2 separate regions of the Mus musculus genome follow, and region 2 is linked to region 1. Evidence: chromatin contacts called from public promoter capture Hi-C data. All regions are on one chromosome and are shown on one strand. Each heading gives the region's core, a stretch centred on a gene start, on an enhancer-like site or on the middle of the called end of the contact. The rest is flanking DNA. Distances are from core to core; before and after follow the strand shown.

Region 1 (5,779 bases), core at 1,254-3,753:
ATTACATGAAAGACTTAATGCTCATGTTGGTATTTCGTGATGAAAGACATCTCATGTCATGGGGGGTATCTAGAAGAAAAAACATCCCCCTTGTAAGTGGGACAGAATGGTATGAGAGTTGCCTGATGGATTTCTTCTTTGTACCCTGAATCCCTTGCAAGGATCCAGGTTTTAGTGAAAGCCTAAAAGTTTCTTGTGTTTCAAAACAGTCTTAGACAATTCCTGAGCCGATTTCCCTCTGCCAAAGAGAAAAGCTGGTGGGTAGGGCATTCAAAGAGACAAAGTACCAAACGCTTGCAGACCTTCTTGCTGGTTAGAGGTACTTTACTCTTCATGAACCACACAATTCAGAAAATCCTTGCCCTAGTCGAACATCGACACAAACTTTCTAGCAAGCCTAATTACTATGCATATTTGAACAAATGATTTTGAGGGAAACATCTTCCTTTCCTTTATTTTTTTTTCCTGTCAAGATAGGAAAACTTTTAGTATTTTCAGTCATAAAACAAGGCCTGAATTCCAGAGCAAAGCGGTTGCCAGATTCACCATATGTTTGGTGGAATTCTGAGTCTCGCTCAGAATTTTCCACTGTGAAGAGTGGTAGGCTGCTTGGGTACTCCTTAGGCAAGGAAATGGCACAAAAGAGACAGCCAGAGGACCTAGTATCTAAAAATCCACACCTGGCACAAGCATAGCAACTCTACCTGACACTTTTTCAAATAAAGTTGCTTTAAAATACACCTTACACACCACCCCACTAAGGATTTTCCTCCCATGCCCTTGTAAAATGACAGCTACTCTTAGGGGATTTCAGAAGGTGGGAGGGGGGTGGAGGAAGTCCCTGGATGAGGTTACCAAAACAAACAGCAGAGGGCGCAGTTTCTTTTTTTAATCTAAGTTTCTCTCCTATGAATCACTTAATTGGTTATTTTGAGCCCAATAATATTCGGTATTATTTGTATTATATATAGATATCCACAGATCCATAGCAGAGAGAAACTCCATGTCCCTAGTCGAATCCATCAACTGATAATGCGAAATCAGTATGGGAGGAAAAGCTCCCACTAGCTTCCCAATGCTGAGTCTTTCCCTCCTTCCACGTTCTTCTCTCCCCAGCTTCCCGATGTGTGGTAGTAACGCTTTAATCTCGCACCAATAAAGGAGATTAAAAGAGGGACTTCAAAGCTCTCCACAGGGCGAGCAACAAGGCAAGTTTTTATTTATTTTTTCCCCAGATGAGAAAACTGGTAAAAGAAAATTTAAATTAAAAAAAAAAAGAAAGAAAAAAAGAAAAAGACAAAGCTTGTGCGATGCGTGTGGTCAGGTGTGTGTGGGAGACAGAGCGCTGCGCGTTGCGGGTGGGTGGATGGAGGCTCAGGATGCAACAGCCTGCGACCCGGTGCTGGGCGCAAGCCTGGGATGTAGTGTGGGTGTGAGCGGTGCGAGTTCTGGAGTGCGCACAGGCTCCGCTCTACCTCCTTAAGGCGCTTTCCAAAGTTCCTCGCCCACCCGGATCTCCCCTCCCGCCCTCGGTGGGCACCGGGGGTTGGCAGAGGGAGGGATAGAAGGAGGGAGGGAACTGATGGAGAAGAGCCACCCAGAAAGGCGCGGGTCGCTAGAGGAGAGGGGAGCCAGCTGCACTTACCCGGGCCCCCCGCTGGCCCTCCACGGGGCGGGAGGCCAGCCGTCGGCGCGGGGCGGCGCCCCTGCCCAGCTTGGTCCCGCGTGGGGCGGAGACCGCGGCTCCGGGGACCCACTGGCGGCGCACGGGGCGCGGGTGGAATGGGAACGCGGCGGGTGTGGACCTGAGCCGCTGCCACCGTAGCCCCGGGGTATCCCGCCCTGCAAGCACCCTGTTGGCGGCGGGAAGGAGGAGTCCACAACCCCAGACCCCATAGCACCCGGCGCCCGGAGTCCCCCGCCCGGGTTACCTTGGTCTCTTGCCCCTGGGGCAGCCTTGTCGCGCGTCGCCCCCTCTCGGAGCCGGGACCCTGACAGGGGGAATTCCTTCCCGTTGACGTCCTCTTCCAAAATGCAAAAGATCAGTGACTTTGACAGGTAGATGAGGGGGAGGGAGAGGGGTGGGCGGAGAGGAAGGGAGGATGAGAAAGGTGCCTCTCCCTCCAAAAATACAGTGGGATTAGGAACCAAATCGCCGCCTTCCGAGGTCTCGGCAACCTTCTCCGCTCGCAGCTTCCCCGCGCCGCCGCCGCCGCCGCCACCACTTCTCGCCTTAAACTTTTACTGTGGGTTTTTTTTCTCTCTCTCTCTCTCTCTCTTCTCTGTTTCTATTCCTTTCTTTTCTTTTAAGCTGCAGAACGATTTTCCCCCCCTGGATCCCAGGGGATCAGAACCAGCAGCCAGGCGGCTCTATCCCGCTTGGCACCGCTTTCATTTTATTTCAGATGAAGACGTTAGGTCTTTTTTTTTTTCTTTTTTGTCAGAAGCGACATAAATCAGGACAATTAGCCTTGGCGCCAAGAAGATCCTCTCGAAGCAATTTCGCCCCGGTTTTCTTCGCGCATTCCTCCACTCAAGTCAGAAATGTCACTGAACATAGCGTTGATGGCTGCGAGACGCGACGCACCCAAAGTCCGTTTGATGAAATATACATGGCCCCAAGATGCTTCGGGATTGCGGTTCGCCGCTACCCAGCCCCCGCCCGCGGCGCCCGGCCGGGACCCTGCTCCCAGCCCGCAGCCAGCTCTCGGCAAACTTAGGGGCGCGGACGAATTAGAGAGTGAGCGCCAGGGGCCCGCAAAGCGACGAGCGACGAAACAGCCCCAGGAAGCCGCAGCCCTCGGAGGGGTGGCGTGTTCTTCTCACTTAAAAAGCAGATCTTCTGCAACTGCCAGCGAGTGGAAGGATTGCAAAAAAACCTTACACTACCTCGAGACCTGGGCGCTCCGAGCGGTCCTAACTCCGTCCCGCTCGCTGCTTCTACTGCTGCTGCTCTGGCCACCACCGCTGCCACTGAGCAGGGACCTCCAGCTACTAGGACAAGACCACACACAGCCTTATCTTTGTTGATACTCAGAAGCACGGTTGCTACTGGCTCCCCCTTTACCCTCTACTTCTGCCCCCTCCCCTCTGCTCTTGCATTACCTCCCCGCACACAACGGAGCGCACCCTCTTCACCCTAACTGGGAGCAAGGTGGGTGGTATTTTTTAACTTGGAATTAGTTTGCAGAGCCAGAGCTTCGGACCTCCGTGGTGTGAAACCTATCCCACTTTAAAAAGTTGAAGTCCAAGTAGGAGCTCTGCATCAACTGCATCCTTGTTTTTCCCCATGACAGACAAAAGCCACCTGGCCCCAGGGCTTCCTTCTCCCATTAATACGTCTCAGACTCTCCTAAGATTCCCCCTAGCTACTTTCTAATGTGAACTGCAAACCAATCCGACTTACATAGGAAGGGAGAGATGTTAATTAGAAAAAGGACATTGTAATGAGGAAAAGACATAGGCATCTTAATGGCACTCCCCAACCTGGGATCTTCCTATACAGCAAAGAGAAGAAGCCATGTAAGGAGCTGTCTTGACTAACACCTGATTGTGATTGGATTTGACAGCAACCTGTCTCTGTGGTTCAAGGATTTGAGGGAGGAACTGACAAGATGCTTCTCAGGCTGGTGGGGGTAAGATGACAAGGGGCTCGTGTGTGTGTGTGTGTGTGTGTGTGTGTGTGTGTGTGTGTGTGTGTGTGTGTGTGTGTTAGGGACACTGGAGTAGAGGTGTTCACTCAGTGTAAAACAAAGGGTCAGAAATGGGTACCTGTGAGCATCGGGTCACTAGCTAAATACCCCAAAGTGAAGGCAAGCAACTAAAAGAGGCAGGGACATTTTCCAGCAATGGCTGGGATTGAGTGATGTTGGCAGAGAGGGTGTGCGGCCAGAAGGCTACTAAATTGAGGCCTGGAAAGGAAGAGGGATTCCAACCACCAGGACCTGTCCAACACCTTGGCCTTCCTTCAACACCTGAGAAGACAGGGAATGCTCCCAGTGTTCTTCCCAGGGCTGGAGCCTGAGTTTTCCCCTCTCCGTTCCTTTCTCTTTGTTCTTTGACCCTGAAATTTTAAGAATGGAATCTCACCCTTAGGGGATGAAGCTGCTGGCAAACCCGCAGCCATTGCTGGCTCTGCCTCTAGCTTGTCTCCTCCAAGATCAAAGCATATTGATACTGTGGAAATACTGTCCATTCTCCAACCCACCCACCCACTCACCCTCCCTCTCTGGTCCCAGAGCACTGACAGGCTCTGCCAGAAGGACCTGATATAGCATCCACAGTGGCCATCTCACCTCTTACTTGCCTTGGCCTGGACCCTGGACCACTGACAGCTATGAGCTTTTCTTCTCCTCACTGCCCTTTGCAATCAGGCCAGGAGAGCCCTTTGTGAGTTCTGAGTCTCAACATCAGCTGATGCAAGTATTTCTCCAGCACAATGAAAACAGATTTATACAGAAAAGAAGAATGCCCTCCCCAGATATACTGGGATCTCTGAAACGTTAGCCCTACAGCTAACCCCTCCCTTTTTTTTTTTTTTTTTTTTTTCTGATTCATGTCCCCATTCCCAGGATTCTGGGTTCTGTTGAGAAGTCTTTTGTGACTTGTAGACATCTCACTACTCCTTGAAGCAGACAATGGGCCCCACATAGATCTACTGGAGAGACTTCATGTCTTCCATGGAAACAGATCTTCCAAAGCTGGGTTTTCACTCAACCACGTGCCTGACCTTTGCAGAGACTCAGAAAACAACTAACTGAACACTTAGGTCTGAACTCTGGGAAGCACATCAGACTTCGCAGAGGCTTTGTAAATCCCCAATTCGGTTCTCCTCCAGTCTTGCGTCCTCCTGTCCTGCAATGGGAGTAGAAGGGGGGAGAATTATGGTTCTCGGCGGTGGTATATTTTCTCTTGATTTTCCAAAGCAGAACTTTGGGTGGATGTGACAAACCAAAACTGTGTATCCATGAACTAATGCATGCACAAATTAAACTTGCTTTCCTGAATATATCCTTTCATATTCGTATGTGCTAAGAGCCAATCAGAAACTTACTTGAGTTATTTCGTTGACCTCATGGAAAATAATATAGGGCATACTTTACTTTTGCCTTTAGAAGTGAACACACACACACACATCTGTATATTTAGCTTTCTTTGGACAGAATGCTTTTCTGTTTTTATTTAGCCTTTCAACTCTCCTTTTCCTCTCTTCTTTTAGAGGCAAACAGTTTGATCTCTCTGCTGTCTGGCTTTGGCTCTCTGGCTGGTTTCCACGAGGCCCTCATTCTTCTTCAATTTAGATATCCATTTATTTGTAATCCTGTTAGATCTCTAACTGTTGCTCATTTTTCTAGGTTCTTAGCTTCCCAAAATCACTTTAGAGAGTTGGCAGGGTGTGTGAAGACTTGTAACTCCAGTGTGCCAAACTGCTAGTGATGGCAGATTTGCAAGGTACCTGGTCCAAGAAGACACATGTCTTTTTATAACTACTGTATAGCACCAGATAAAAAAATGGGCATAAGATAAATGTTCATTGCTGGTGTCAACTAATTTTGGCCACTCTTGGGTTTTACTGAACTCACTTGAATAATGGGAACTAGTCTCCACCTATTAAATTAGGACTTGGTTATAGAAATATACAAATCAGGGGTGTCAGGGAATGCTGGAGGCTGTAAAAGAAATTCCATAGTTAGTGGAATAATTAATGATAATAATAATAATAATAATAATAATAATAATAATTTTCACTTGTCTGGAGGACAAACGAGATTGGAGTGGC
Region 2 (5,795 bases), core at 1,673-4,172, 1.2 Mb after region 1:
TTGGAAGAGTCGTATTTCAAAACCTACAATGACATGAGCTGAGTAAGTTATTTTACATCGTTGGGAAAGTCCTATTTCTGTGAGAGCTTATCATTAACCATCTATCATATCTACTCTTAGCTTCATATTTACCAGTATAGGTACCAAGTGTGTGTACAAAACACACACACACAGAGTAGATTAAAGAAAAAAAAAAAAAAAGACTGGTATCCACGGAGCCCCCTAACTTGCAATGAGATGTAATTTTGATATCTATAAAAGAAAATGAAACTGTGATGCTACAAGTTCTGAGTAGAATGGCATGCTTCACATCAACCTATTTAAAGTCATGGGGGGACACATGCTGTATTGGCATGGGTCTGTATATCACCATCAATCACATTATCACCACATACTAGGTCACAGGATATCCTAGAACTTCTGTAAGAACTGGATACTGAAATGTTGATTGTTATGAGCTGGAGTGGAAAGATGAATCACAGGGAGAATAAATATATTTTACTAAAATAAGCTTGTGATAAATTATGGCACTTAGTTGATAGAAATGATCACATACAAATGAGGCCTAAAACTAAATATTTTCTGGCCAATGCTGCCACTTTAAGAAGGAGTTTAAGTTATATGTGTTTTTTTTTTTTTTAAATCTTCAATAGAGTTCTGTTTTGTATAGCTATACTTTAACATTTACATCCAAAGATATGGCTTAGTAAAAAGCAACTAATAATTGTTTAGTTTTATGTAATTCAAGTTAACAAAGATTCTACTTTATTCTCTGTACTGTGATAGGCCTGTGTAGGGCCAAAAACAAACAAACAAAGAAAACCCAAAACCCAAAACCCAAAACCCAAAACCTAAAACCCAAAAACACCAAAACAACCAAAAACCAAAAGCCAAAAGCCAAAAGCCAAAAGCCAAAAACCAAAAACCAAAAACCAAAAACCAAAAACCAAAAACCAAAAAACAAAAACCAAAAAACAAAAAACAAAGCCGGGTAGTGGTGGCACACGCCTTTAATCCCAGCACTTGGGAGGCAGAGGCAGGCAGATTTCTGAGTTTGAGGCCAGCCTGGTCTACAGAGTGAGTTCCAGGACAGTCAGGGCTATACAGAGAAACCCTGTCTCGAAAAACCAAAGAAAACAAACAAACAAACAAACAAAACCAAACCAAAACAAAACCAAAAAACAAATAAAAATTTTAAATTAAAAAATAAAAATAAAAGAAACAAAGAAAAACAACAATTTAAAGTATAAAAATCTATTGGAATCTTTCCTAAGGGACATTTACTTTCTGTGCCTTATATTTCTCTACATGTGAGTTTATTAACTAAATTCAACTTTATGTCCTAGGAAAATGTGCATACAATAATATTTCTGTAAGAAAATGAGTTGGTCAACATTCAAAAGACCTCATAATAAATGACACATTAAATTTGACTGTTATTAATCAAGACACTGATTCCTTTGGTGCTATCTTAATGTGTGCCTCCTTAGTGTTAGAAGACCCAACTCAAAATACAGACATAATTCACTAGAAAATGAATCTCTGTTCAATTTTATGTATTATAACCAGATGTATCATATATGCCAATAAACTGCCAAGTGACTTAGTGTATAGTACTGCATATAGTTTCTTGAAAATAATCATAATGATTCCCATCATGCCATATATGTATGTATGTATCTATATATATATAAAACCTTTGTGATCATCATAACTACAACTGTGATGCTTTTTTACCGTTGCCATATACCCAGCTTTCGAGATTCAGCCTTCTTGATATGGCTTCCGCACATATATAACAGTGATTGCTAGATCTCCTTTGAATGTTTTTGTTTTTTGATACAGTAGCTAATTATAAGATAAAAGAGATTGTACACTGTTGATTTCTTTTACAGAAATATAAACTACATATGTCCCTTGATATGCATAGCACACTGTATTCTTCAAACATATAATAGGAAATTTTCAGTGGATAAAACTACCTGGGCACATGCATAATGTTATATGTGAAATAATTATACAATTGAGCTATATTTGGAATTATTTGAAAATATTCCTTGAGTATCCAATGGATGTAAAGAATAAAGAAAAGGAATATAAATTAGGTCATTATTTCATATGGATTTCAACAACATTGGATATGTGAGAAAAGAGCAGATTGAAAATATATGTCTATCTTACTATATTGACTTAACATTATCAGCACAATACATTTTACCATTGCATATACACAGTCCTCAGGCCTCAGTCTTATCCAGATGACATCCACATCTGCATCACAGTGATTGTTACATGTCACCACACTTTCTCTCTGTTTTGAATGTTTTTGTTCTTTGATCCAGTAACTAATGACAAAAGAGAGATTACATGCATTGCAAGTCCTCTTTGTAGAAATAAAACATAGCCATGTCTCAGAAATTACGTATAGTTCTCTTAGAAAGAAAAACTGTTTTAAATAATATTAGCTTTGTGATTATTTTAAGTCATTTGCTGGGGAAGATTGTTAACATGAGACTCTTATATTTCACCTTATCAGAGAGTGTTGTCTCATTTCAATATAAGATACAGAAAAAGACATAATCCTTAAATGTAAGAACTACTTTGTACCAACTTTCTTCCAAGTACACTGCTCTGTGGAGTAGAAGCAGCAAGAGGGAACACTTGATCATTTTTGGCTTCTGATATTTTTTCTGTTTTTAAAAGTATTCTGTGGCATGCAGAGTAAGGTTAACGGCAACATTCTACCTTTCTTGGACAGAAGCAATACAAAAATGTTACTTTTATATATTATGGACTGAAGAAAGACTAACAGGCAAGACCTTTAGCTCAGTTTCTATTTCTGAGTAGTCTGTTAGCCAACACCTCCTTGAGACGTTGGTCTAAAATGTGGTTTGGTTATCACTCTCAGCACTGTACATCTATCTTCGTTCTTTGAAGGATTATTAGAAAGTCCATATTAGGGGGTAGGATGGGGAGGGTTTCCAAAGAGAAAGCCAGGAACCAGGAATGGGAATAACTTTTGAAATGTAAATAAACAAAATAACCAATAAAAATTTAAAGAAAGAAAAAAAAAGAGGCAGAGGCAGACAGTTCTTCCTGTAATCCCTTAGGCAAGTGGGTGTGGGTGGGTGGATGCCTAGGTTTGGTCTCCCGCTATGTATTGTAATGCTAAATACTGCCCCATCCCAAAATAAGGCTTCTTTGGGAACAAGGAAATTCTCAAGGACACCAAATGTTACCACATAACCTTGCTCCTTAATTTAAAACTACTTATTGAAAAAAAGATTCCAACAGTCTATAGCTTTGAAGAAAAGAGGTAGGCTGAGCTTTGGCCAGGCTTGTAGACTGAGGCAGAGACCACAAAGAGAAGAAAGAGAATGTGGAGAAAGAAGTTGCCATGGAGTAGGTGAATCATGAACATGTGGCCATAAGTATTGGCCAATTGGAGTAAGAGTGGTCCAGGCAAAACATAGCAATTCTCTCCTCAGGGTTATTGGCAGGCAAATAGGCAAAATAGCTTAGATGGTTAATATCTGCCCAGCTATAATGTGTATTATAAATATACAAGTTCTGTGGCTTTTATCTGGGAACTGAATGATCTAGGGCAGTGAGGAACTCCCTAATTGATATTCAATATTTACCAGAACAGGTGCACATACAACTTTACTCACAGTCTAAGGCCCACTTTACAAGGGCATCTAGGAATATTTAGAATTGAACCCTGATAGTTTAAAATGCAGTACAAATTCAACTTATTCAAAATTAAAAATATCCTGAGTTTTCTGTGTCTTACTGCAAATACAAAGATGGACTGAGGAGGGACTAAAATGAGATCTATAAAGAAAATAATGTTTAGGGGAATATTTTGACTTGTTTTTAGAATAAATGAGAGAGAAAGCAGCTTTGATTTGCTTTTATATCTATTTAATTAACAAACCAAACGTTTTCCATGTTAAAATTCTCATAATAGTTGCCAAACCAAGGTTGAGTAATATTAGCTTTAGAAGAAGGACATTTTTGTCCATTATTTATTTACATACATATGTACATATGTACATTCATATATACTTAAAAACAAATATACACACATGCAAACATACCATCAGTTTTATGTTAAATTTGCATGTTTCTGCGCAGTTGTTTAAGAATTCCTTGCTTTTAAGTCAAAACTGTGAATATCATTGGTTATTCTCTGACTCAGCTTGTGCTGTTGATCATTTAGCTTCCTTCACTGTTCCTGCTAGTACATGACCTTGACGTTTGATACTGCCCCTTTCTGATATAAACTGAACTTATTTCTCAAGAAAACTCATATACGGAGTTCTCAAGAAAAATACCACTTACCTCCAGAAATGTTTAATTAAACTTTTGGTGCACAAAAGTTTCCTACTGTAGATCTCCCAACACCTAACTGCCTACTTGCATGAGTGTTTATTGGTTTATACATGTCTACCTTTCTGCAAATTGGATCATCCATCCTCTTGTGGAGTCTCTGTGTCTTGCTTACTGAGAATGACTGTTCTAAACAATATTGAATTCAGTACTTCCATTCCAATAATTTCCAAACATGAGCATTAGCCAAAATTTCTTGATGTAGTTTCTGGGCTCCCAGTGTAGCATTGTTCTTGTTTTCCAATTCAGAGAGCACTTCAAAATAAACTTTTCAAAAGAATAATTTTATGTATCAAAAATAAACTTAAGCTTTACAGTGAACATTCTAGCAGATCTTGTTTCAGACAAGAAAAGCTTAGCATATAGTGTCCTAAACCTGTACAAACTTGAACAGTCATGTAGACATTTGCTTACAATGAGTCTAGCATTTTAGTCTCATTAATTTAGCCTTGACATGATTCTGAAGAAGTAATTTCCTGGCAATATTAATATATAAAATGTTCTCTGGAGTGAATATCAGCTAGCATTTTGTCAATATCTTTTATATTGAGGTTGTATAAAATACACATCAGATAAAATTCATAAGAATCATGCCTACTTACTTTTAATCAGAAAATACAAACAATACTAACTGGTATTATATTAGATGAAATTCATATTAGAGAAATTCACTTGTATAGTACAGAGTAATAACTTTCTGTCTACAGAGTTTAGAGATTTTTTAAGCCAAAGTGTATGCTTCTTTTTGTTCAGAGATAAATTATTTAAAAACTAAGTCAAAAATTTAGTTTACCTGAAGAGAAGTCTTAACTTGAAACAGTCTTTCTGACCACTGTTTTGACTTTATTCGTGTTGTTAAAATGTAACCCAATTTTACATGTAGTGTTTTATCTTCAGTGTTTTAAGACATTTTCAAGTTCCTTATCAATTTTTAACCTCAGGTGAATGATTGTGAAACTGAATGTTTACAGTTACTATGTGGTATCATTTCTGGTTTGAATTTTATTCATTGGTATCACAAAGATCTCTTTCTCATACCTGTTTATGAAAGAGAGTATGTGTGTTGAGAGAAAGAGACAAAGAGAAAGATAGACATAAAGACAGACTTGGAAAGAGAAAGAGAGAGAGAGAGAGAGAGAGAGGTTTAGGATTTGTTCAGATAATGTAATAATGTATTGACTTTATATTTAAAGTCACCATTTGCACTCGGGAGGCAGAGGCAGGTGGATTTCTGAGTTCGAGGCCAGCCTGGTCTGTAAAGTGAGTTCCCGGACAGCCAGGGATATACAGAGAAACCCTGTCTCGAAAAAACCAAAAAAATAAAATTAAAAAAAATAAAAAAATAAATAGTCACCATTTTCCTTTTTGGAAATTCCATTTACCAATTGCCATCATTCAAAGCC

Evidence for each region. Promoter capture Hi-C pulls out the DNA fragments that hold promoters and counts their contacts.
Region 2: a promoter capture Hi-C map of embryonic stem cells shows a contact between it and region 1, with 4 times the contacts expected there. The contact joins the enhancer-like site here to the promoter of Ntng1 in region 1. A contact is called at or near these places in 5 of 39 promoter capture datasets (cranial neural crest, embryonic stem cells, hippocampal neurons and 1 more) and 4 of 115 datasets of contacts at active chromatin or transcription factors (embryonic forebrain, embryonic limb bud, forebrain and 1 more).

The regions. Positions count from the first base shown.
Region 1 is chr3:110,140,969-110,146,747 of GRCm38.p6, forward strand. Ntng1 (netrin G1) reads right to left here and starts at 2,504. Exons shown (of 8, transcript NM_030699.2): 1 at 1,932-2,504.
Region 2 is chr3:111,368,304-111,374,098 of GRCm38.p6, forward strand. No RefSeq gene overlaps it. Among named protein-coding and RNA genes, the nearest start is that of Gm6602, 510 kb to the right of the region's middle. Within about 2 kb of position 2,923, at least 4 of the 459 cell types and tissues checked have an H3K27ac peak or open chromatin away from gene starts, as enhancers often do. A contact at or near this core is called in embryonic stem cells, where this site is marked.